7 separate regions of the Mus musculus genome follow, and regions 1, 2, 3, 5, 6 and 7 are each linked to region 4. Evidence: chromatin contacts called from public HiChIP or PLAC-seq and promoter capture Hi-C data. All regions are on one chromosome and are shown on one strand. Each heading gives the region's core, a stretch centred on a gene start, on an enhancer-like site or on the middle of the called end of the contact. The rest is flanking DNA. Distances are from core to core; before and after follow the strand shown.

The links. Promoter capture Hi-C pulls out the DNA fragments that hold promoters and counts their contacts. HiChIP or PLAC-seq counts read pairs in DNA pulled down with a chosen protein or histone mark.
Region 1: an H3K4me3 HiChIP or PLAC-seq map of forebrain shows a contact between it and region 4, with 3 times the contacts expected there. The contact joins the enhancer-like site here to the promoter of Prkce in region 4. A contact is called at or near these places in 9 of 39 promoter capture datasets (the 3T3-L1 cell line, 3T3-L1-derived adipocytes, the C10 cell line and 5 more), 1 of 484 Hi-C or Micro-C datasets (granulosa cells), 10 of 115 datasets of contacts at active chromatin or transcription factors (astrocytes, craniofacial prominence, embryonic basal ganglia and 6 more) and 2 of 9 other capture datasets (embryonic stem cells and liver).
Region 2: an H3K4me3 HiChIP or PLAC-seq map of embryonic forebrain shows a contact between it and region 4, with 3 times the contacts expected there. The contact joins the enhancer-like site here to the promoter of Prkce in region 4. A contact is called at or near these places in 2 of 39 promoter capture datasets (the HPC-7 cell line and hippocampal neurons) and 5 of 115 datasets of contacts at active chromatin or transcription factors (embryonic forebrain, embryonic stem cells, large pre-B cells and 2 more).
Region 3: a promoter capture Hi-C map of the HPC-7 cell line shows a contact between it and region 4, with 4 times the contacts expected there. The contact joins the enhancer-like site here to the promoter of Prkce in region 4. A contact is called at or near these places in 7 of 39 promoter capture datasets (the 3T3-L1 cell line, the HPC-7 cell line, hippocampal neurons and 2 more), 2 of 484 Hi-C or Micro-C datasets (B cells and the Ba/F3 cell line) and 9 of 115 datasets of contacts at active chromatin or transcription factors (bone marrow-derived macrophages, craniofacial prominence, embryonic stem cells and 5 more).
Region 5: an H3K4me3 HiChIP or PLAC-seq map of embryonic stem cells shows a contact between it and region 4, with 55 read pairs. The contact joins the promoter of Six3os1 here to the promoter of Prkce in region 4. A contact is called at or near these places in 4 of 39 promoter capture datasets (embryonic stem cells and stem cell-derived epiblast-like cells), 10 of 484 Hi-C or Micro-C datasets (all in embryonic stem cells) and 7 of 115 datasets of contacts at active chromatin or transcription factors (all in embryonic stem cells).
Region 6: a FOXA1 HiChIP or PLAC-seq map of pancreatic cancer cells shows a contact between it and region 4. The contact joins the enhancer-like site here to the promoter of Prkce in region 4. A contact is called at or near these places in 2 of 39 promoter capture datasets (the SN4741 cell line and second pharyngeal arch cranial neural crest), 2 of 484 Hi-C or Micro-C datasets (Th1 cells and cortical neurons) and 13 of 115 datasets of contacts at active chromatin or transcription factors (the NIH/3T3 cell line, craniofacial prominence, embryonic basal ganglia and 9 more).
Region 7: a promoter capture Hi-C map of liver shows a contact between it and region 4, with 3 times the contacts expected there. The contact joins the enhancer-like site here to the promoter of Prkce in region 4. A contact is called at or near these places in 16 of 39 promoter capture datasets (the 3T3-L1 cell line, 3T3-L1-derived adipocytes, the C10 cell line and 10 more), 4 of 15 datasets of contacts at CTCF or cohesin (embryonic stem cells, large pre-B cells, pro-B cells and 1 more), 53 of 484 Hi-C or Micro-C datasets (the AML12 cell line, B cells, the Ba/F3 cell line and 34 more), 23 of 115 datasets of contacts at active chromatin or transcription factors (the 230-238 cell line, astrocytes, bone marrow-derived macrophages and 16 more) and 3 of 9 other capture datasets (adipose tissue, embryonic stem cells and liver).

The regions. Positions count from the first base shown.
Region 1 is chr17:86,780,634-86,784,051 of GRCm38.p6, reverse strand. The region is part of intron 1 of Epas1 (endothelial PAS domain protein 1); the gene reads right to left. Among named protein-coding and RNA genes, the nearest start is that of Epas1, 28 kb to the right of the region's middle. Within about 2 kb of position 1,866, at least 23 of the 459 cell types and tissues checked have an H3K27ac peak or open chromatin away from gene starts, as enhancers often do. A contact at or near this core is called in forebrain and liver, where this site is marked.
Region 2 is chr17:86,708,718-86,712,182 of GRCm38.p6, reverse strand. No RefSeq gene overlaps it. Among named protein-coding and RNA genes, the nearest start is that of Gm52297, 41 kb to the right of the region's middle. Within about 2 kb of position 2,167, at least 25 of the 459 cell types and tissues checked have an H3K27ac peak or open chromatin away from gene starts, as enhancers often do.
Region 3 is chr17:86,730,320-86,733,696 of GRCm38.p6, reverse strand. No RefSeq gene overlaps it. Among named protein-coding and RNA genes, the nearest start is that of Epas1, 22 kb to the left of the region's middle. Within about 2 kb of position 1,401, at least 230 of the 459 cell types and tissues checked have an H3K27ac peak or open chromatin away from gene starts, as enhancers often do. A contact at or near this core is called in the Ba/F3 cell line, the HPC-7 cell line, bone marrow-derived macrophages and 6 more, where this site is marked.
Region 4 is chr17:86,166,037-86,169,438 of GRCm38.p6, reverse strand. Prkce (protein kinase C, epsilon) reads right to left here and starts at 1,654. Exons shown (of 15, transcript NM_011104.3): 1 at 499-1,654. The coding sequence starts at 846. It overlaps Gm5817 (predicted gene 5817), which reads left to right and starts at 1,954. Exons shown (of 2, transcript NR_165800.1): 1 at 1,954-2,978.
Region 5 is chr17:85,616,564-85,619,843 of GRCm38.p6, reverse strand. Six3os1 (SIX homeobox 3, opposite strand 1) reads left to right here and starts at 1,448. Exons shown (of 4, transcript NR_038085.1): 1 at 1,448-1,787. It also overlaps a transcript of Six3 not described here.
Region 6 is chr17:86,849,255-86,852,813 of GRCm38.p6, reverse strand. No RefSeq gene overlaps it. Among named protein-coding and RNA genes, the nearest start is that of Tmem247, 66 kb to the left of the region's middle. Within about 2 kb of position 1,948, at least 15 of the 459 cell types and tissues checked have an H3K27ac peak or open chromatin away from gene starts, as enhancers often do. A contact at or near this core is called in Th1 cells and pancreatic cancer cells, where this site is marked.
Region 7 is chr17:86,800,727-86,804,209 of GRCm38.p6, reverse strand. The region is part of intron 2 of Epas1 (endothelial PAS domain protein 1); the gene reads right to left. Among named protein-coding and RNA genes, the nearest start is that of Epas1, 49 kb to the right of the region's middle. Within about 2 kb of position 2,154, at least 79 of the 459 cell types and tissues checked have an H3K27ac peak or open chromatin away from gene starts, as enhancers often do. A contact at or near this core is called in the N1E-115 cell line, the P5424 cell line, Sertoli cells and 12 more, where this site is marked.

The DNA of each region.
Region 1 (3,418 bases), core at 617-3,116, 610 kb before region 4:
CAGCCGTGTCGGCTGGGCTGCTGTGGGCCGTATTCCGGCTGGGTCCTCAGAGACCTTGTCAAGGTCTTCTTGCTGAAGCACAGGTCACACGTTACCCACAGGATGAAAACAATTCCTTAACCAGGCTATACCCCTTGGCAGACTGCATGGGTATTTCATTTATTTCCAGATGTTTGCCCCTGTCTTCCAGCTGTGTCCCTTTGCGCCCCCCCCCCATACATGTAGATCCACATGCCACATCCTGCCGGCCATCCAGCGAGGTCCTAGTAGTTGTGCCTTAGTAGAGGGTCTTCTTCCTTCTGACCTTCCAAGCTTTAAGGTCCAGCATAACCTGCCACCCTGCAGAGGCTCCCTCAGCCACTCTCCGCAGTCCATGTGGATGCCTCCTCCCCGGCCCAGGCCTGAGCACTGAGACTTGATTGATCCTCAGCTGTGAGGTTCTGGCCTTTCAGTTATTCCTTATCTTGGGGGGGTCTCCTCTGAGGGACAGGTGGAAGGCAAGCTTATGAATTACACACACACACACACACACACACGCACACACACACGCACAGAGGCAACAACAGCATCAGGTAGCTCTTTCAGATGTGACGTGGCCAGCTGCTGAGAAGGTTAGACAAGCCACACTCCTCCAGCCTCAGGAGCAGGAAGCCAGAGTCCTAATGCTTTAGTGCTTTCTGGCAAAGAAAAAAAAATGGTAAAGAGAAATAACGGTGACTGTATCCAGGTTATTTAACACCCAAGGGTTCAACTAACTTACCCACATATCCTGAAGCTATTCTCACACAGACATGGGTACCTGTGCCTGCTACCTACATTCAGGTGTTTTAGGGAGCCAGCTGCCAGTCAGCCCTCACTAGGGGAACAGGTCCAGACAGAAGCCACTCTCTCCCCACCTGCGGAAGTTCCTGTCTTGATCCCAACTCCTTGACATAATCGAGCAATCTACCACTCGCTGCAGGCCCATAGACTGTATGCCACAGATGTGGCTGCCCTCTTTAGTCACTTGGCAGGGACGGTGCTAGGGCCTGACCAGGGCTCCCACCTCCTTTGGTGAGGTAATATGGAGGTGAGAAACTAGGACAAGCCACACACCCCATAAGCACGCCCCCATCCCTTAAGAAAAAAAAATACCACCAAAACAAACATGTATACAACTGAAACCACAACCTAAAAATCGAGAAGTAGATTTATGGGATGGCCAACCTTAAGACAAACTCTCTCCATCACCCGATTCGCCTTTAAAACTCCACACTCCACCCCCAACCTTCAGTTCATACCAGACCTAGACACACGTGCCACGCCAGGAGCTGGTGAAGCCGGCTGTTTCTCTTATCTGTTTACCTGCTAATGCAAGTCTCTGCTACTGGGGTTGTCAACGATCTCTGCAAATCACGTTTATTAGGGATAATGTCGTTTTTACATCATTACCCAGCCCAGCAGTTGAAAAGAAAACAAGTTGGTACTTTTTTTCTGTGCAACACTCTTTGTGCCTATTAATGGTGACAGGTGACAGGTGACAGGTGACAGGTGACAGGACACTGGCTTTCCATGAGATCCTGGTGAAAGGCTCAATGCTCCATCTGTCCCCTGGCCAAGCAGTTGGAGCACCCAGGACCTCCTCCCAGAGCTACCGAAGCAGGGCTAGATTTCTAGGCCTGTAAAAATCCCTGCCTTGGCCATCAGGAAGAGATATTAGCAACTCAGCTCTGCCTCAGACACAGCTGTGTAGCCTTCAGGCCGGATCTCTCGTTCTACTGTGTGGAGAGCCACAGAGAAAGGCTGCCAAAGGCCCACTCAGACCCTACAGCCCCAGAGGCTTGCATGCTACATTCTACCAGCATGGGGAGACCTGAGTGGAGGGGCTGTGTTGTGTGACCCTGGAGGCTTGCCTGAGTTGTCACTTAGTCTCGGATATCCCAGCCCTGCTGATGGCTGGAGAGCAGACACACAACCTCTTTGGAACCGCCCGGGACAGACTTCGGTTGCTCTCTTTCCTTAATTATTTTTAAAATGTCAGTTGCAACTTCAGCTTCATGGAAATCGCTTCTAAAGGCCGCCAGTATTCTGACAAACACACTGTCCTTTCCCCTGTGGCAGTCTGCCAAATCTCACAGCTCTGACTATGCTACCTAGAAAAAAACCGTTCCAAAGCAACTGGAGTCATAGAGCATCCCTGGGCAGGTGAAGGCACCTGCTGCCAATCTGAAGCCGTGAGGCGTTTGATCCCAGGGACCCAGAGGATGGAAGGAGAAAACTGGCTCCCTTGGCTTATCTTCTGGCTCCCATGCGTGCACTGTGGTGTACTCTCTCTCCATCTCTCTCCACAGAGTTAAAAAAAAATCAACAACAACAGATAAGCATCACCCTTACTTTGCTAAAATAAAAAGTCAGTGGTCCTGTGCATTTATGTAACTTTGTAAGCTGCACAGCTCTTTGGAATTTAAATCCCATCAGGTATTTGTGAGCCATAAGCCTTCACTTACTGAATAGGTACTTACTACAAGTGCAGACCTACTAGGTGGGAACACTGCCTCTGTGAGGAAGCCAGTGTGGGAGCCAGACAAGCAGGCAGCCTGGGCCTGAGGGCCTGGGCACTTGCATGCTCTGATCTAGGACAACCTACTTTAGTTTTCATTACAGGTCTCTGTTCCATGGAGCACTTGGAAGGAAGAAACGCTTGTAACGTGCTCAGAACTGTGTCTGATGCCTACCGAGCACTCAAGTGTTGGAGCCAAATGCTGCTACTGCAGAAGTCAGTGGTAATAGGGACAAAAGGGGGTACCTATCTCAGAGTAGAAAGGGAGGAGGTTGCTGGAGGGTTTTGTCTTTTGAGTTTCAAACAATAAACAGGAGGTGTTAGCCAGAACACAGGGCAGTGCCAGGCCTGGGGAGGCTCAGGCTGTGGGTGTAGGCTCCTCCATAAGCCCACACCTTATGAATCAGCTGACCTTCAGGGTGGCGGTTGGGATTGAACTTGAGGTGTCCCAAGGTGCCCTCAGCCAGGAGCAGAGAGGCTCACTGAGCCACGGGCAAGCTCTGTTGTGGGATTCCTTCTGTTTTTGCGTTCCTATTGCTTCAACAATAAAATGATTGTGCACCCATTACAAGAGGAGATTATCTCCATGGGCACTGAGCCACGTTAGTGCAAAGACCTAGCCTTGCCAGCACCGAGATTCCTGAGGTCACAGCTAAGCTGCCAAGTCTAGAGAACTCTCCGTCAAACCTTAAAGCCACCAGAGAAAATGTCCTTTGTGGGATGACTGTATTTACAGGCTAAGTGTACTGAGCAGGTGCTGGGCTGGAGGTAGGCTGGGTATGCATGGGGGCCTATCCATCCAGTAAAGAAATCTGTGCAGGCCTAGGAAGGAAAATTGAGGAAAAACAGCTCATGCCGTGAAGTGGTACCTCCAGCTCA
Region 2 (3,465 bases), core at 918-3,417, 540 kb before region 4:
AGCAAATTAAAGGGACACTCTGCCCTGCTCGGAAGCCCAGGTCTTGTTGTGGCCCTGTATCTCTCTGTCTTTATGAGAGGACCTTGTAGGAATCTGACCAGCGTTAAAGGAAACAGCTGGCTATCATGGGATGTGGGGTGCGGGGGAGGGACACACGGATGCAGAAGGCCCCTAGGTCCCTCCTGCTCAGTACTAGGGTGTCTCATTGTAAGGGTTATCAGTAATTTATACTTCAGAGAGCTTAGTGTGTATCTTTGCAGACAATGAACTGATAAGGTGAGAGGCAGTCACACTCCCAAGAATGACAATCATTCCTTGGACTCTTGGATTCTGACTCTTGGGGGAAATGACTTTTAATAGTACCCAAAGTTAGCAAGGATCATTTTAGGGATTTTAGGGACACAGACTCTCTGAACACTACTGGAAAGAGCTGGGAAACTTTAACAAAATAGATTGATGCCCAACACCACCCTTAGAGATTTGGTTATCATTGGCCTTGGGTTGAACCAGATAAAATATTTCTGAGACCATGTTTTATGTGGCCCAGGCTGGCCCAAACTTGCTATGTAACCAAGGATGCTGAACTTCTGAGCCTCCTGTTTCTACCTCCCAAGGGCTGAGATTACAGGGGTATACCACACCCGGTTTATTCCATGCTGAAGATTAAACTCAGGACTTTCTACACACTAGGCAAGAACTCTTCCAAATTAGTTGCACGCTTAATCCTCAACCAGATACTTTCTTCACATGTTCGTATGCCACTCCCAAGATTCCAGCCAGGGCTGAGAGGAACTGGATTTATGCCTTACAACCACCTCTCTGCTGTTTTAAGACTGATTTAACTGATTATCTAAGACAGGCAGTGGTGGCACATGGCTGTAATCCCAGCATTCCAGAGGCAAGTAGATCCCTGAGTTCAAGACCAGCCTGGACTACAAAGATATAGAAGTTCTAGGACGGCCAGGGATACCCAGAGAAACCCTGTCTCTAAAACCTAAAACCAAAACAATAACAAAAACCTGATTACCTGTGTGTGTGTGTGGAGGGGGAGGTGTCTGTGCCATGTTGTGTGTGGAAATCAGAAGACAGCTAGCAGGTGTCAATTCTCTGAGTCCTGGGGATTGAATTCAAGTACTTAGGCTTGGTGGCACGTACACTTTCTCCACTGAACCATCTCATAGCCTGGGTCAAGTGTAATTTAAAGAGTTCTCCTAATAAAAATATTCAGACACAATTAACAGTAAGAATTTTTTTAATTTATTCTGAGAACTAATCTAGTATTAAAAAATTGCGCTTTACACGTGTTCGAAAGGAGAGGCCACAGCCAGGAACAGGCGTGAGGAAGTGAGCGTCGAGGTTATTTATAGCATCAAAGATTTGGAGACAACATTTTCATGTGTTGTTTTTGATTCTCTGAAACCTGGGAGAAGTTGAAATTGGTCAGGAAAGCAAGTAGGCAAAAAATTTTAGACTTGGGCCCAAGGGTGGAAGTCTCTGTGTGAGATTGGTGCCTTCTGTTTGCAAACCAAAGAGGAGTTATTTGGGTTTACTCCAGAACAAGGTTTGTTTGTTTGGTTGGTTTTTTTTTAAAGGACACAGAGACACGAAGAACAGGAAACAACCTCACAGGCACTGACGTCCACATCTGGAGAGGCTGAGCTGCCAGCAAAAACTCTTTGTCTACGAACGGTACACCTATAGAGACAAGGTATTTGCTCATCCCCTTAGCCATAGACACCTCGGTTGGTTCCTCTGTCCCTCTCAGCTATTAGGGAACCGGGTCGCCCTCCTCCTGCCGAGCTGCATCTACTGCTGTGGGCTCTGGAACCTTATGTTGTTTGTTCTAACTAACCGGATTTTGTTTAGACACCAAAGACATTGCATCAGGCCAGTGGTTCTCAACCTTTGGTTTGAGACCCCTCTGAGAATTGAACAACCATTTCACAGGGGTCACCTAAGGCCCCCAGAAAACACAGATATTCATAGTGTGACTCATAACGTTAGCAAAATTACAGATACGAAGTAGCAACAAAAATTATTTTATGGTTGAGGGTCACCACAACAGAACACCATAACAACCAAAGGGCCACAGCATTAGGACGGGTGAGAACCGCTGCATTAGGCAGTTAGGGTATTTCCACTCTAACAAAGGAAGACGTCACCAGTGACGGCAAAAGCTACCCATAGGTCAGATGGGAGGTGTGAGCACAGGAAGGCTGATGTAAGGCTCCCAGTTACTGCAGACATCTATGCTGCAAACGTCTTCAAACCCTCTAACCTGGAGTTTCCTGCAGAGAGCCAGGCAAGCAGGTGACCCAGTACAAGGAAGGCATAGATTCTGAACATATCCAGGGAAAGAGACACAGTGGCCAGCGTGGCCATGATGGGCAGACAAGTCTGGTTCTCTAGAAGATGTTCAAATCGCCAAGACTCTGTGCTGTGACGGTTGTTCGTTTGCTTTGTTTTGTTTTTGTGTCTGCCTGTTGATGTGAAAGGATATGCTACAATGAGAAGGCAGGAAAACTCTGAAATGGAAGGGGATAGAAACACAGAGGCCACTGGTCCAATTCTGAGCTTCAGCGCTTTGGGTGTGTTGTTTTTGTTTGTTTGAGGGCAAATATAGGGAAAATGACCCATAGGGAAAGAATGCAGAGTGCAGTGCCAGTCAAACTTGCTGGAGAGGGGAGCTGTATGAGTTGAGAAAGTCACTGATGGATTAATGTGGGTGGTGGTGAATTAAAGGCCTTAATGATGACTACAAGAGACAATAAGAATGGCTACAGTCTTTGCCTTAAGTTATTGGAAAGGTTGCTAAAACGTAGAACTACTAGAGAGAACAGAACAGGGAATAAGTGGACACACACACACACACACACACACACACACACACACACACACATGGTTGGAAATGCTATCCAGTAGTGGACATTCCAAGCAAGACTTGAGTTAAGAATAGCATTCAGGAGAAAGGCCTGGACTGATGCATACATTTTGGGGTCAGCAGCCTCAACATAGCTAAACCTGGGACTGGATGTGGTCAACCAGACAGAGAGTGAGCATGGACAGAGAAGCTAAAGAGCTGAAGCTTAAACCCTGCCGTCCTCCAATACTCAAAGACTGAGAAGTGAAAGCTCCAAAGGAGGCTGAGAGAGCAGCCAGTGATCCAGTACACTACCCAAGCAGCGTCCCGAGGGCAGAGATCCCACATCTGCTCTCTTGCTAGCTTGGACTTGCTTTCCTGTCTGTGGCTGGGTTAAGTATCCCAGAGCACCGATGGGAAGCCCTAAGGAACGTCCCAGGGTTTGAGCACAGTAGCCACTTGGGCTTCACACAAGCTGTATGGCTGACCTAGGACAATCTTTTCTATTGAGCAAACAGTACTTTGGTTTTCTCAAATCGGAGTCTCACTCGAAGTGTAGCTCAGCCTGATCCTAAAATCGTGAACCTCCTGCATCGTCCTCTCAA
Region 3 (3,377 bases), core at 152-2,651, 560 kb before region 4:
CTCTTGCCTACAGGAAATCTGTATCCTAGAAGTCCGCAGCTGTGAATACAGTCTATTAAATAGCTAGAAGCATGGTAGAGGTTGCCTTTTGAAGGGTTCTAAAGCCTTCTCTGCGACCAGAGAGGTCAAGTAAGGACTGTTGATCATTCTGCATTTCATTATTGAGACCTAGTCTGTACCAGCTGCTGGCTACTGAGGACTCTTGAGGGGAATACAGCCAGTCACGGCCAATGGGACCTGAGAATGCATCAACTTAGAACTGTACTATGGCCAGACACTGGCTGGTGGATTTCTGCACCAAGTGTCATAGATGCAGTAGATGGAGTTAGAGTGGGCAGGGGGGAAAGTAGATAGAGGCTCCACAGAGAATGTGATGTGGTACAAACTCTCAGAGGAAGAGACACATGGGAGAAACCTGGGTCTGAAGTCTGGACCTACTGAGCCCAGAGCCCTGGGTCCCGGAAGGGGACCACAACTGGAGAGATCAATTGGATTCAAGTGATGTGGATGTCAGTAGACATCCCAAAATGGATATGATTTATTTATTTATTATATGTAAATACACTGTAGCTGTCTTCAGACACACCAGAAGAGGGCATCCAATCTCATTACAGATGGTTATTAGCTACCATGCGGTTGCTGGGATTTGAACTCAGGATCTCAAGAAAAGCAGTCAGTGCTCTTAACCACTGAGCCATCTTACCAGCCCAGCCCAAGTGGATACAGTTTATCCTGGCAAATCATGGGCGCCACTGAAACACAGATATGGCTACTCCCCTATGACTGGGGTGGTGGGCACATTGCTAAGAGAAAAACCAACAGGAAGTTCACTTTTGCCAGCCAGACTTCCCAAGCTGGGCACAGTCCTTCCTCTTTTCTTCACCTATAATGCTCTTCCCAGGGAGCTGTCTGCTCCTCTCTCCTCTTATCCATCTCCAGGCACCACTTATTCCTACTGTGTGTATGCTGCACTTACTATGTCTGCTGGTCTTTGTCAGTCAGAGCAAGGATGTTTGTGGTCCTCACTCCCAGCTCTCTGCTCCTTGCTCTGTCCCCAACAGGCAGATGACACTCAGCAATTGTTTGTGGATAGCGTGAGTGAATGGATGACTGACTGACTGAATAAATGATTGATTGAATGAATGAATGAATGAATTTTTTTCCTCAACACAGAGCCCTAAGAAGATGCACAAGAAGCAAGAAATACCTTCTTCACTTGTGGGAATCAAGGCAGGAAGGAATGCCCCCACCTCTGCTCTAAGCCTTCAAGGTCTGTTTTTGGTCCCAGCGTGGTGGCACAGTCCCCTCCCCATGCCCAGCAGGGCACTTGGCATAGCCCAGGGCGACGTGCCACTCCTCGGCAAGCACTTCCTCCTTCAGTGGGCCCCGCCCTGCCAGGCTGCCTGCTCTGTGCCTCCCGGAAATGCCTCCCTGCGAGGCCGGCTGGCTAGGTCCTCCCAGAGCGACAATGGCTTGCAGGAAGGGCCAAGCAGAGGAGGAAGCCTGGGCGGGGCTTTCTAGGAAGCGACCTTTGCAGGCCTCCTCTCAGCTTGGGGTCACCAGGGCCTTTGGTTGCTTTGTGCCAGTCACTATGCTCCCTGCCAAACCCATTTCCACAGCCACAGGAGACCCTCTGAGTAGGGCCCATGACACTGAAACTATCCTGGTGTTCCTGTATTGATTCATAGCTTTAGATTTAATTTAGACTTAAGTGAAAAAGAGAAAGCCACAGCATTCTATTAGGATTGTTACGGGGCACTCTCACAAAGGCTGCTAATTCATCCGATTTTTTTTTTTAAATAAAATGATCGGAGGCAGTGTGAAATCTTGGCTGAAATTTTAGCTAGTAAAAGTAGGAGTGCTCTTTATTAATTTTTTCCCCCACTTTTCTGTAACCTTAAAAGTATTTCAAGCCCCAGGGTAAGTAGCACTCCCTTTTAATCCCAGCAGAGGCAGGAGGATATCTGTGAGTTCAAGGCCAGCCTGATCCAAAGAGAGTTCTAGGAGAACCAGGACTACATAGAGGAAACCATGTCTTGAAAAAAAACAAAAAAACAAAACAAACAAACAAAAAAACTAAATCCAAACCAAACAACAAAACAATGTACTTCCAATTAAACCTGAAGTAAAGGACTGGCAAGACGGCTCAGCTGTGAAGAACATAGATTGCCATTGTAGACGAGCTGAGTCTGGTTCCCAGCGCCCAATTTCCTGGAACTCTAGCTCCCAGGAATCAGATGTGTCTGGCCTCTGTAGATAGCAGCAGTTACACAGGCACATACTCACGATTTAAAAGTCTTTTAAAAAGTGAAAGAAGCACCAGGAATAGCCAGATTTGAATTTTCTTTTCCATGACGACCTCTTGGAGGTTTCCTGACTTAATGTCCTGGATTTGACCTTTGGCAGTGGTCTTCAATCATCCGGGAGAGCAAGGTGCCATGGTATCCTCTGGAGGACAAAGGAACTTGCTTGCTTTCTCCCCCAACCTTTTCTTAAAATTTAGGATCAAAGGCATGCACTACCACCTCTAGCAAGATTAGTTCTGTGCTCTTTTTGATTACATGTATGTGAGTGTGTGTACGTGGAGGAGCGTGTACGCAGGTGGGCACAGGCACCCACAGAGGGTCCTCTGGGCCTAGATTTGCAAGCTTGGGTGCTGGGAACTGAATTTGGCTCCTCTGCAAGAATAGTCTATGCTCTTCGCCCGTAAGCCCCTGAGTCATCACACCAGCCTCAAGAAGGAGCTTTCTAGACTCTCTGGAGTCTCCAGAGCTGTACAGCTGCTTTGCTACGCAAAGGGTCAGCACTGGTTACTCGGCTTCCTGTAGGGTTTATTTCCATCCTATCCTCTGGACCTGTGGTGTCGGCCCATGAAGGAGACAGTGAAGAACAAACCTGAAAGCCACCAAATGTGTGTTTTCCTGAGACCTGGAAGGAAGGAGAAGAGCAGAGGCTGAGAAGATGCTGGGACTCACTGGATCCTCTGGGTGAGGGAATGCTGGGTCTCACCGGATCCTCTGTGTTCATGAGAGTGTTTTATGAAGGCTCCACTAACTGAAGATTGCAGTAAGAGAGACTTGAGTAACCCCAAGATGACACTAGGATATGTTCACATCTCTGTCTGTTCACATCTCTGTCCGTTCACACGCTGAGAGGACCTTTCTCCAGAATAAATGCCTAGGCTCTTCCAATAAGACCCTTCTCTCTCATTGGACATTTACATCTGATGAGAATGAAGATCCTAAGCATATTTTGATGTCTTAAGACATCTGAAATAGGTATAGAGGGTGGAGCTCAGGTGGCAAAGTTTCTCTTAGCATCACACAGCCTCGACTGGTGCTCAGTGCAGCATGATAGAACATTGTGGTGCAAGCCCA
Region 4 (3,402 bases), core at 405-2,904:
ATGTCATCAAATGAGCTAAACAGTTGTTTAGGAAGAGGGGGCTTCCTACCAGAAAGACGGCTTTATAAAACTACTCACTAGGCTACCCAGGATAAAGCCAGGAGGCACAAAAACCCTCCAGTCTGAGCTCCACGTGTCTCTCCAAGGACAGAGAGACCCACCCACACACAGTCGCTCAGCCAAGTCCACCAGGGACTTGCAGATTCCTTCCACCAACCTATGCACCTGCATTCCGGGTTCTCTCCCAACTTGCAAGCCACCTGTACTGCCCACTGTTGGGAGGGCACGGGGGGGGGGGCAAGGGATAGTGCCCATCTGTCAAATCTCGTCTTTCATACCCTACTGTATATGTCTCTTCAGCTAGGAAATAAAACGTGCCTCTTCAAGAAAACTGAGCCGCACATGCACACACAGACAGCCCAGAGCCCCAGGACCAATGCTCAGGCAGCAAGTCTTTCCCTGGGACCCGGGACTCCCGGACGTGGAGGACCGACTCACCCAGTCCTCGAAGTGACGGCTCCCATTCTGCAGCAGCTCCTCGAACTGGATGGTGCAGTTGGCCACGAAGTCGTCGTAGCCGATAGGAGCGTCGTGAAAGACAGCCAGCTCGATCTTGCGCCCATTGCACACATCGGTGACGAACTCATCGTGCCAGGCCGGGCTGTTGGTCTTTTGCTTGGTGGCTGTTTGGCCGATGCGCGAGTCGTCCACGTTAAGGGCAATGTAGGGGTCCAAAAGGAACGTCTGTGGCCGGGGTCCCACCGCATGGCGCAGCGACCAGGCTGTGGGCTTCAAGCTCACCGCCTCGCAGATTTTGATCTTAAGAAGGCCATTGAACACTACCATGGTCGGGGCGGGGGTCACTCCGTCCGCCCCGAGGGCAGGATTGAAGAGCAGGAGCAGGCGCGCCGGGAGCCTGGGGGACTCCTGGGTCCCCTCTTGCCCCACCCCACTCACTCGCTACACCTTGTGGCGCTGCCTCCTGGCGCCGCCGATTCTCAGCGAGTGCATGTATTTCCTCGCCGGATTCCTAACGGAAAACAGGGAGGGGGGAGAGCTGGAGACGTCCGTTTTTTTGGAGCAAGTCTCTCCCCCCCACCACCGGCGACACCTCCACGGCAGGAGACGAGCTGTCGCCTCCGCTGCAAGCCGCGGGGGCTGCCTCGCCGCCTCGCTGGTTCTTCGGGTCCGTGTGCGGAGAAGCAGGCGCCGCGCCCGGCGCTCACCTACCTTTCCGAAACATAATCCCCGGGCAATTTCGACTCCCGGAGGGGGAGGGGGCGGCGGGACGGGGCGGGGACGAGAACCGGGGGCACAGATTTCAACCCGGATCCTCTTCGCCCACCCAGCGCCTGCCTCGGACGGCGCGGGGCGGAGGGTGGACTGAGGGATGTGCAGTCTATCCGGAGGGATGCATGTCGAGAGGAAATGGTCCTCCCCGGAGCCAAATTTTTAAAAAATCCACAAGCCGCACGATCAGCCCCGCCGTCACCTCCCGGGTTAAGCAGAGTCGCGCCGTAGCCGGCGATCGCGAGGCGCCCGGTGCCTGGGATCTCACATCCGCGCGGGCTTGGGAGGTAGAGGTGGCCGCCACTTGGGTTCGGGGCGCAGGCCGGCACCCGGCGGTGCGCAGCGCGGCGGCCGGGCAGGGACTGCGACTCCGCGCGGCCCCTCCTCCCGCCCGCCGGCGCCCGCCCGCCCGCCGCGCTCCCCGCGTCCGCGCTCTCGGCTGCCGCCGGCTCGCCGCCCGCCAGAGCGCTCAGCCCGCGATCTGCTTCCCTCGATCGCTGTGCGAGCGATTCTCCCTCCCTCTAATGCAGGAAATGCGCAAAAGACGTCAGTGTGTGTGAGTGTGTGTGTGTGTGTGTGTGTGTGTGTGTGTGTGTGTGTGTGCACGCGCGCGCGCGCGCGCCACTGTTTGGGGAAATAGAAAGTTTTGCCGGTTGGGGGAGCAATACGGGAAAAGTGAGCCGAGCAGAAAAGAGCAGGAGCGGGCCGGCCGGGTCCGTTTGCCGTGGCGCGCGGGGGAGCTGAGGAAGGACTCCGCGCGGAACCCAGGAGTGTGGCGTCGCGGAGGTGCGGGAGCGACTGTCGCAGGCCGAGTCTGTGCTCCTCGGATCTGCACCAGGAGAGCGGGGTCTGGACCCGGAGAGCAGCGGGCCGCGCTTTTCTCTCGCACCCTGCGGCCAACACTATCACTTAAAACTGGGCCTGGTGGAATGGAGGGGGTCGCAATGTCCAAGAAGACTAATCACCTTCCCCCACTCTGCCTGGACTGCGGCGGTCACCAGTCGCCCGCGGAGAGCTGGCCTATTTGTCACTCTGCCCTGGGATTCTCTACTGTGCCGCGATGGGGGAGGGGACACCCGGACTGCTGAGCCCTTCGGCTGGGTGTGAGTTTTGAAACCCTCTTTTTTTCCCCCTTGAGGAGACTCTCCCCTCTGGGGATTTGTTCTGGGCCTGATTGGGTTGCGAGAACTTGTGGAAGACTAGTAGAACCTGGGCCCGGCCTGGTTCGAATGTCTGTTTATTTCTCAAAGTGACTCCTCCTACTTATGCGGGACCTTGTGTGTGCCCCTTAAGAGGACAAGGCTTGATCCGCGCCCTGACAACCGGCGTTCGGGCTGCGGGAAAGCCCGATGCGTCCTCCTGGGGTCCAGTGGCTGTATCCATACTAATTTCCTCGGTAACCTTTAAACTCTCTGGAAGCAGCCGCGACGGCGGCTGGTCACGTGAGGCGAGCCCTGGGCTGCTGGGGAAGAATTTCCTGGGCCAGGGACCAGGACCGGGAAGGCGGGCGGCAGGGAATGGCTCTGTGCCGAGGGGGACTGGGAACCTGGGAGCGCCGGGCGGGGCGCGCCAGGCCCCGGGCGCCGCGCAGCGGGAACTTCCAGCCTGCGCCCGGGAAGGGGTTCGTCCCGCAGCTCTCCGCCGTGTGAGTGGAAAAAGAAAACCTCCGCCCTCACCCGAGTGCCAAGGCAAGTCCGGCTGTTCGTTCGGATGGTGAAAAGCTAAGTGTTTATCTGGCGACTCTGATAAGTGTGGATCAAAATGTACAAACCGCATTCCATTCACTTTTTCCTCTGTGGAAAAGGGTTATCATTTCTTGTAGTTTAAAGATGAGAAGGCAGTCTCCAGGAATGACATACCAAGTACAGTACACACACACACACACACACACACACACACACACACACACACAGAGTTCAGGGGTTTGAGTTCAGGCAGATCTCCTCCTAAAGTTTAAGTGTGCAGTCACGCCCCCTCCCCGTAGCTCACTTACTTTCCTGACAGCCAGTCCTGTTGCGTGGGATAAAAATGCACCTTTGCTATACAGATGCTGATAAAAATGCACCTTTGGCAATGATTATGGCCTTAAGATCATTGGCGCCTAAAAAATAA
Region 5 (3,280 bases), core at 199-2,698, 550 kb after region 4:
AAAGATACAGAAACTTTAGAGGCCACCCTGAGTAAGCGCCCAAGGCCTGAAAGCTCATAATGTAAATAACTACAATACATAATTAAAGCCAAAATTCTCCATACATAAAGCAATATCATAACCCTGAAACAGACTCCCCTTGTCCAAAGAACTCAGAGTGTCTTTCCTGCCTGCGGCTACCACAGCCTCTGGGCCAGGCCCGGGCATTTATTTATTCTTAGGTATGTTGCTTGTGAGAAGTTGTAATCTGCATCTTGAGGCCGGCCTCCCTTTGTGAGGCTTCTGTAACTATGGAAGTGTGATTTACGCAGATTTGTCCGGGTCAGAGACATCTTTCCCTACGCACTGTGTATATTTAGACAGGATTCGGACTGGTGTTAAAAAGTGTATATGTTGAATGGATTCACACACAGTAGCTAACAATGCCCACATTGTCGGCCCATGTACAACGCGTATTGAAACGCAGCGCCCAGACTTCAACTAATCTGCCCTCAATAAAGCTGAAATAATTATCCTAAGCTGCCTTTCCAGAAGAAAAATCATTGAGGAATTCAAAACTTTTTTTAAAAAGATCTTTTCTACATTCCGATGCAGATCTGGGGGCGCGGCGCCGGGTACACACCACTCAGGAGAGCTCAATGAGGGAGAAGTGGAAAAAAAGAAGTTGTGGGAGAATTTAAACGTGAACCCAACTGGAGGCTGGAGCCAAAATGGTCGCAGGCCCTAAATCTCAAGCTCGGATCTTTCTTAGGCCTTGATCCGACAGTGCCAGGTTTTAAAGGGCCGAGGAGTGCAAACTCGGTTTGAGGGTGACACCGAATGTTTGGGTTAGGCTAGGGGACTATACTGGCTCTTTAGCAGGGGGCAGCTCAGGGGCCTAAACTCGCTGACCAGGGCAGAATAATGTTCACCCTAAAAGGTAGATCCGTCGAGCCCCACTTTTGGCGGTCTCTCTCTCTCTCCAAACATCTTCATCTGCACCAGGAGTGCTTTTCCGCTCAACTGCAAGGCTCTGGGCGGTCGCTCTTTGCGGGCCCAGAAAGAGCCCAAAGGTTGGGACACAAAAACAGACACTTCATCTTTTCTTCCGGACCCCTTTCTCTTGTAGGGGGAAGGATTATAGACTGAAAGGTGGGAGGGAGAAGGGGCAGGAGGAGGAAGCAGGGGGAGGAAGGAATGAAAAGGGGGAGGGGAGTGGGTATTGTGCCGCGTGTGGAGGGGGAGAATTCCTACGGGTGGGTTTCCGAATATTGTGTTCAACTTTTTGAAAGCAGCTCGTGACCCCGAAACTGCATCCCCCGGAGCCGGGGACCCAGGCGCCAGGCGGGCGGGTGAACCCGGCCAGTCCCTCCCAATCCCCGCAACCCCCCGCCTCCGAGTGGGGGGGATCCAGGCCTGGAGGGAGGCTGGGCAGGTGCCGAGGGCTGTGCCGACAGCGCTGAAATCGAAAACCCTCGCCACTCATGAAGAACTGAGGCAAAAGGATCACAGATGCTGCTCGGGGCCAGCCCTATACTCCCTCCAGTGCCTGGTCTCCGGTGGACCCGCGGGGCTCTGCAGTTCTCTGGCGGCCGCGCCTTGTAAGCGCTAAGCCGGGAGGAGGGCGCAGGCAGGGCGCACAGCTCTGAGCGCGACCCTACCCGGCTCGGGCCCGCAGCAACCCCGACTGTCCGAGAGCCTCTCCCCAAGCAAGGCTCTGCGCCGCCCTCTGAGCCCACCTCCTGGCCACAACGCTGCCTGCGCTTCTCCAGCCCAGGCCGGAAGCCCTATGCTGCCTCCCGAAGCCGGTAAGTTGAGAGTCCTGAAAGCTGAGCAGGGAGGCGGGGCGGGTGGTTCCTGATGCGTTTTGTAGGACTGGATCCCGCCGAGGCTCCGCAGGGTCTTGATCTAAAAGGTTTGGGTGTGTGCATTTTTGGAGAGGGTGTCTGTGAACCTCTGGAGTCTCCCCAAAATCCCATTCGCTGAGCATTGGTGAGAGGAGCTGGTGCAAAGGACCCAGGCTGCTTTGCTCCCTGATCTGGGGTGGGTAAAGCGAGGGCTCGGAATGGAGCCCAGGGCACTTCCAGAGTGGGTGGGATGCTGAGCACCGCCTGCACTCCGATACTCTCAGAGCCACAAAACCCTAGGGGATTGGCTTGTAGGGCCTCTAGATCTCTTCTCTCTCTCTCTCTCTCTCTCTCTCTCTCTCTCTCTCTCTCTCTCCTCTCAGACTCAAGGACTGGGGACTTGGTGGATCTATGGCATTGGTACCCACAGAGGTCACCTGCACAGATAAATCTGTCGCCACCCTTCAACCCTGGCCTACCGGATCTGCGGGGAGAAATGCAGCATTTGAATTGGGGAGTGTTCAGTCCTGCTCTGCGGGGCATTTATTTACAAATATCAGCTGCAACCCAGCCTTGATAACGTCTCATACAGTCAGAGGACTTTGCGGGAAGCACACTTCCTCCTTGTTTGGGGCTACAGGGAAAGCCCAGGAAAGCGAGTCCCAGAAGGCCTGGGACAGCTACACCCAGTTCACCCATGCTCAACCCGGAACAGCCGACCCAAACGGTCAGGAAGGTTTGTCCTGGGGGCAACGCCTCTTCCGGGCTCTAGGACATTGGAAGACAGAGAGATTGCTGGGTAGCGGGTGGTCTGGGCCTCCCCGCAAGCTGCAAACGAAGGAGCTTGGAGCAGACCGCCAGGGAGGGCGCAGGGGAGCGCAGTACTCAGGCGGAGAGGCCCCGAAGCCCTTCAGGGACTCCGATTACTTTCCTTTGAACAACAACAACAACAACAACAAAAACAACAACAACAACTGCTCCCTCCCCCTTATATCCCCTCCCTTTTTTAGCCTCCGGGCACCAGGCTTCCACGTAATTGTCCTTCTGGACAGTAAACACAGCTCAGTTGCCTCAACTTTCCTGGTGCATAAAAGTTCCCGGCGTGAGGGGAAATTTGAATATTTGATCAGCCCCTTTGAGTGACCCTCATTAGCCTGGCGCCCTGCTAAGGCCCCACCATTGCAAAAAAGCTGCTGGGCCCGGCATTTGTACGCCTTGTTAGCGCTGCTTAATGAAGCCGCCCCGACGGCTCAAAGGCGGCCTCTGGGGCCGGCAGCGCGCACCTCTCGGCACCCCGCTCTGCCTAATGAGCCCCGCCGCCCGCTAAAGGCCCTTCCACCCCCCACATCCTCAAACAAGAGGGGTTTGGCTCCGTCTAGGACCTGAACACCTCCCACCACCGGGCCCAGGAGGGTGGGCACAAACCCAGTCTAGCTGGCTACACGGTGATCTAG
Region 6 (3,559 bases), core at 699-3,198, 680 kb before region 4:
TGTCTTCTGGGGAACTGTTTGGTTGGTCTGTGGGGAAAACCCTTCGCAGCGGCATCAGAACGGTGGCATTCAGTGTGAGCGCAGGGTAGAAAATGACTTTGGTTTCTCTGTCTCATTTAGAGCTGACGTGATGTGGGTTAGTGTCCTTGTCCTGTTTCTCTTGGGAAAACGGTCCATTTCTCTCACTGTTAAATATGAGCTTTGACATTGAAAAAGTTCATCTCTAATTACAAAATAATGGTCTCAGTTCCACTAAGTTTTCCGTGTCTGTTGCTATAGAATTTTTTCCTTTGTCCTCTTAATTCAGTAAGTCACACTGGTCCACTGGTCTGTGTTAAAATAACCCTGCATCCATTTGATAACCCCAGTTTGTTTACAGCACACGGTCCTTCGACTATGACTGCTTTTGATGATAGCTTGTTGATGGTATGTGAGCTGCTGAGTGAGACTGAGTCTATAAGCAGTCTTTCTCGATCTCTGTGTGTTAAGGTTTGGCTCTTAAACGTCAGAGAATTTCTTCCTTTTTATTCTCTAGGCATATTTGAGGTAGAGTGATATTTCTCAAATATTTTGGAGAATTTAATGCTAAAGATATCTAGGACTGAAGTTTTCCTAGTGGTAAAACTTTTATTTAAATTAAATTTGCTGGGACTGGATCGATGGCTCGGTGGCTAAGATCCTGTGGTGTTCTTGCAGGGGGCCAGAAGTCAGCTCCCAGAGCCACAGCAGGTCACTCAACCATCTGCAAAGTCTAGTCTCAGGAGATGTGACACTCTCTGTGGCCTCAGTGGGCACTGTGTGCATGCTGTACATTTAATCTCTCTCCCTCTCCCCCTCCCCCTCCCTCTCTCTCTCTCCCTCCCTCCCTCTCTCTCCCTTTCTCTCTCTCCCTCTCTCTCTCTCTCCCCCTCTTCCTCCCCCTCCCCCCTCTCTCTCCCTCTCCCTCCTCCTCCCCATCCCCCTCTCCTTCTCCCCATCTCTCTCTCCATACACACACACACACACACACATATAAATAAGTAAATAACAATTCATATAATTCTTCTTCTCCTGATTATTTTCAAAGAGACTATTTTACTTAATGTAGCAGCACCGTATTGATTATATTAACTTTAATTTTAATTTCTGTTATTAACTAGTGCTGGTTCTTGATAAAAAAAAATCTTGCTAGCTGCTTACCAATCTTATTGTTATATTTAAAGGACTGACTATGGCTTTGACGATTTTCTTGTTTCTGTGTTACAGCTGCAACTGAATTCTACCAGCTTTGAATTATTGTTCACATTAATACTTCAGAGATATTTCTATTTTGTTTGTTGTGTTTGCTTTTCTTCCTTTTTTCTTTTTTTTTGGGGGGGGGTGATGGAGTTCGAGACAGGGTTTCTCTGTATAGCCTTGGCTGTCTTGGCACTCACTCTGTAGACCTCTTGGCCTCGAACTCAGAAATCCGCCTGCCTCTATCTCCCGAGTGCTGGGATTAAAGGCGTGTGCCACCACGCCAGGCTCTGTGTTTGCGTTTCTTGAGATACTCTTACTCCACAACCCAGGCTGGCCTGGTACTCCTGGCAATCTTTCTGCCTCCTCCTCCTCCTCGTCCTCCTCCCCCTCCTCGTCCTCCTCCTCCTCTTCCTCCCCCCCTTTCCCCCTCCCCCTCCCTGCTGACATTACAGATGTGAGCCACTCTCTCTGCCTGGTTAGGAATGTCCCTGTTTGCTTACTTAGTTATTCTCTGGTGGTGCTGAGGGCTGAAACTAGGCATATTGAGGAGGCACCCCACCATTTAGCTCTTTCTCCTGCTCTCCCTGGCTCCCCACCCCCTGCTTCTCTCTCTCCTCCCTGTCTTCTTTCTTACAATCCATGAGTTATTTCAATTCCGTACTTAGTGATTCATAAACTTACATGTGGTTATTGATTTGTGTCATCGTTTCTCTGTGGCCGGGAAGTATATTCTGAGTCATTTTAAACCTTTGAAATGTGTTACGGCTTGCTTAGAGCTGGTATTGTGGCCTTAGGAAATTACCTTATGCCTCTCAAAATGCCTAGTTTGTAGTTATTGGGTAAAGTATATTTCAATGCACTCTTGTTTCTTAGTTAAGAACTTTTTAACCTATTTTTTTCAAGGTCATATTTAGATAAACAACCAAGTTCAAGACCAGCATGGGCTACAGGAGACCCTGACTCAAGATTTTTTTTCTTTCTTTTTTCTTTTATTTTTATTTTTTATTGGATATTTTCTTTATTTATATTTGAAATGTTTTCCCCTTTCTAGGTCTCCCCTTTGGAAACCCTCTATCCCATCCCTCCTCCCCCTGCCTCTATGAGGGTGCTCTCCCACGCACTCCCATCTTCCTGCTCTGGCATTCCCCTACCCTGGGGCATCAAGCACCCTCAGGCCCAAAGGCCTCTCCTCCAACTGACGTCCAACAAGGCCATACTCTGCCACATATGTGGCCAGTGCTATGGGTTGCTCCATGAGGATTCTTTGGTTGGTGGTGCAGTTCCTGGGAGCTCTTGGGGGCTTGGGGCGGGGGGGGGGGTCTGGCATGTTCACATTGTTGCTCCCTCCATGGGGCTGCAAACCCCCTCAGCTCCTTCAATCCCTTCTCCAACTCCTTCCTCCATTGGGGACCCCTGCGCTCAGTCCAATGGTTGGCTGCAAGCATCCACCTCTGTATTTGTCAGGTTCTGGCAGAGCCTCTCAGGAGACAGCCATATCAGGCTTCCATCAGCAAGCACTACCCAGCATCCACAATATCGTCCTGGTTTGGTGACTGTATATGGGATGGATCCCCAGGTGGGGCAGTCTCTGGATGGCCTTTCCTACAGTCTCTGCTCCACTTTTTTTTTTTTTTTTGTCTCCATATTTCCTCCTGTGAGTATTTTGTTTCCCCTTCTAAGAGGCCCTGAAGCATCCAAATTTTGGTCTTCCTTCTTCTTGGGCTTCATATGGTCTGTGAATTGAATCTTGGGTTTTCTGAACTTTTGGGATAATGTCCACTTATAAAGTTAATACATACTATGTGTGTTCTTTTATGACTGAGTTACCTCATTCAGAATGATATTTTCATGTTTCATCCATTTGCCTGCAAGTCTCATGAAGTCATTGTTTTTAATAGCTGAGTAGTACTCCATTGTGTAAATGTACCACATTTTCTGAATCCATTCCTCTGTTTAGGGAGATTTGGGTTGTATCCAGATACTGGCTACTATAAATATGGCTGCTATGAACATAGTGGAGCATGTGTCCTTATTACATGTTGGAGCATCTTCTGGGTATACACCCAGGAGTGATACAGTTGGGTCCTCAGGTAGTACTATGTCCAATTTTCTGAGGAACCACCAGACTGATTTCCAGAGGATTGTATCAGCTTGCAATCCCACCAGTAATGGAGGAGTGTTCCTCTTTCTCCACATCCTCACCAGCATCTGTTGTCACCTGAGTTTTTGATCTTAACCATTCTGACTGGTGTGAGGTGGAATCTCATCGTGGTTTTGATTTGCATTTCCCTGATGACTAAGGATGTTGAATGTTTCTTTAGGTGCTTCTCAGTCATTCAAG
Region 7 (3,483 bases), core at 905-3,404, 630 kb before region 4:
TAGAGTTAGAAAGAGCAATTTGCTAATTCACCTGGAATGTGAGTTCACATGAGTATGGAAAGAGAGGTCTGTCAGGCAACTGGACAGGATTGGGCCACCACTGCAGGACACACAGACAGCCTTCCTCCCAGGACAGACAAGAGGCCAGCTAGAGGCAGAAGATCCATGGCCCAATATCAGAGACTGGGACAATAAGGGAGCCCAGTGTCCCAAAGCTTCTCTTCCAGTCAAGGGGCAGAGAGGTGGCTTCTCAGAGCACCACTTTGGGGACATAAGTCCGGGGATAGATAGCACATAGAATAGTCGAAAGAGAATGGAACTTAGAGGCACAAAGCCGTGAGGGACAAGAGGCAGACACTAGGGGGCGTTGTGGGGGAACTCTACCCCCAACCATGCACTCTGTGTGTCCTGGACTACCAAGTCCACCTCTGCAATCTAAGCTCAGCTCTTGTTCCGGCTCCTGGCTGTTATCCTCAGACCACAGGCTATGCCCTCTTCTTGTTCATTATTTAATGTCAAATATGTGTGTGCTTTAGAAATCTGGATTTAACCAGGTGTGTTAGAGCAGGTCTTTAATCCCAGCTATCAGGAGGCAGAGGCAGGTAGATCTCTGTGAATTCCAGGCCATCTTGGTCTACATAGTGAGTTCAAGTCTAGCCAAGGCTGAGTGGGTGGGCCAGGACCTCTGGCGGGCCCAGGACTGCTATGCAACTTGCGGGATTTGTGCAAAGTAAAATAAAAACGTGGAACCCTCTGCTGAAAATTTAAGCTGAGCTCAGAGCCCAAGACCTGGCTAGTACGAGGAGGCCGCACCCCACCCAGGGTGGTGCTGGAAGGTTCTACCTCCTCCCAGGCTTCCTTCCTAATTCAGGGAAGCTGAAAAAGTGCCTTTTCTTCCTTTAACAACAACAACAACATCAACAAAAAGTGTTCAGAGGGTGTCAAAGCTGTCGCTCCAGAGACCACGTGCTGAAGACTATCCCCCACGTCAGGAAAACCAGCCAGTCTGGGCAAAGGGTGCCTGACCCCGGAAACATGCCCGGAGAAGGTTTCAGCTGCATTTGGGTTATAGGGCGAGGTGGCTACTTTCTCCAGACAGACAGAGGCTAGTGCTGAGGCCTACTGAGAATTTATTTTCACTTCAGCTTCTTTGATCTCAGTGGCAACACTGACTTCAAAATCTGGAGTAATCCCAAGACAACCTATCGGGGTTAACTAGACCCAGAGAAAATAGTTCTGCTTAAAGTTTCCTGTTTTTAACAGGCCCGGCACAGCCAAGCGGCCTTTCCGAACTGTCCAGCACGCTTACTTCCAGGAGGTGGCGAAATTGGCTACAGTGGCAGGTGGACTGCCCTTTAGAGAGGAGGGAGAAGGGTGTCTGGGGCCACAGACATGGAACATCTTGAGACTGAAGTCACAATGGCCAATAGCACCCTCCCCCACCCCTTCCCTGCGACCCTAGAGCAGCCCAGCTTGGGTGTGGCCCCTTCCTTCAGTGGAACTATTTGCTCTTTTAGCACCTGCTTGTCCTCCTGGGAGTCTCTGAAGGAACTTGGCTAGGTCACTCCCAGCCAAGAGGGAGGCAGACATCCCCCTGCTGCACCCAGAGCCCTGAGCCTCCTGTCACAATTCTGCTAAAAACTGCTATGCCTGGCGGCTGCGCACACCAGACCTCCCTCCCTCCCTGCAGTTACTAAGGCTTTTCCTCCATGGCTTCCCTGGCTCACAGCACTCATTACACACTCAGTCCTGTCTCAGGGAGAGCTGGGGATACTGCAAGGAAGGGTGCAATTCAGGAACCAACAAACTGCCAGGAAGACATCTGTCGAAGAGCCTAAGCCCCTCCTGGGGATGCTGATAACAACGGAGAGCAAACCATTGGTACAAAATAAAGTAGGTGCTTGCTAAGGAACTGGGCTGGGTGGTCTAAATAGCTCAGGTTCTACATCCTGGCCATTTGCTTCCCAGAATCTGTCAGGGTTCGAATCTCAAAGAACTGGTATAGACGAACTGTCTCCTTTGAGAAGGACCACGAAATTCTTTAATGCTAAAAATAGCCCCAGTAAACAGGCTTTGATGGCTCCCACCGCCAGGATATGTGCCGCTGAGAAGGCTGTGGAGGGCCTTTTCCGGAGCACTGCTCATTTCCTTTAGGCAGCACCGCCCATGTTGGGTGGCACACCAGTATGGTAGAGCCACTTGCCTTGTGTGAACTAGCAGGTGGCAGAGCAGGTGGCTTCTAACTGGGTCTTTGAGGCCTGGCTGTGCCAGCCGTAAGGCTGCTGCTTTCTTACTTCACCCGGATGATCCTTCTAGATGTTTCCATCTTCAAGAAACTCCTTGTTCCTAACAAGCTCCGATACAGGTTTCCTACTTCCCTGGTGCTTGCTACTTAGTTATCTCCGCAGGGTCTTTCCTTTCAAAGGCTGTGCACGCGTCTTCCGGGCATACTGACGGCAAACATAAAGAGTGTGGGCCACTTACTGTGCCTTATGCCGCACTGTGAGCAGGCTGGGGCTATCTCACACTTTCTGCAGAGTGATAGATCTCAGCTGGCCTTGCTGCTGCTCTCCTGGTGTGCCCCACAAGTCCAGCATTGGAGATTTTTATTTTGTTCTTTTCACACCTGCTCCCCCACCCTTGCTTGCTGCGCTAGCCTTCATAAAATGCTATGGGGCGCTACAGTCAGTGACTGTCGCTGACTGGCCAGACTCTTTGCTTTAAGAGAATGCTATAAGCAAGGTTAGACTTTCTTGAAGGGACCGCTGGCTGCTCTCAGCCAGTAACATCCTGGCATGAATCATCTTACTGGCCTCCTTCCAAACAGGACAGAAAAGGCCTTGATTTTGAGTATAGGTGGGGCCGGGGGAGGTGGGACAGTAAAACAATTGGGCTGAAAACCAGGGAAAACAGGTCTTACCACAAGGCATAGGAGGGCACAGAAATCACATCTGCTGCTGTAATTCTGTCCCCTTTGTCCCACTTTTCCTGAGAAGTCATGGTGAAAGCTTTAAAACCATGTCCTGGATTTTAATGTCTCAGGGATCGGAGAATCATATCCTGAGCAGACTGTGTGACTTCACTAGGCAAATGCCAGGAATAAAACATAAACAAATTCAAATCAAAATAATCAAAAATAAACTTGACATTTATGTCTAGAAACCTGGCTTTGTGCTGATCTCCAACTCTGCAGTAATGAGAATTTGATTTTTTTACATATGAGTCTGGGAAGCCTCAAATCAGAATTGGGGCGAATGCACATTCTATACATTTACTGCGGTCTAAAGCTCTTGGGACGCAGAAGCGACTCCACTTCAGCCCCAGAGCGCAGGGTTCATCTGGATTTAAGACAATCAAGTGATATTTCCACCCATGTTCCCGCCACAGTGTGTTCTGTCCTCCTGGGCCAGTGTGGAAGCAAGTATCGTAAAGCTATTGTTTCGGTTTGTTTCCTGTGATATGAATCTCAACTGTGGCCCGACT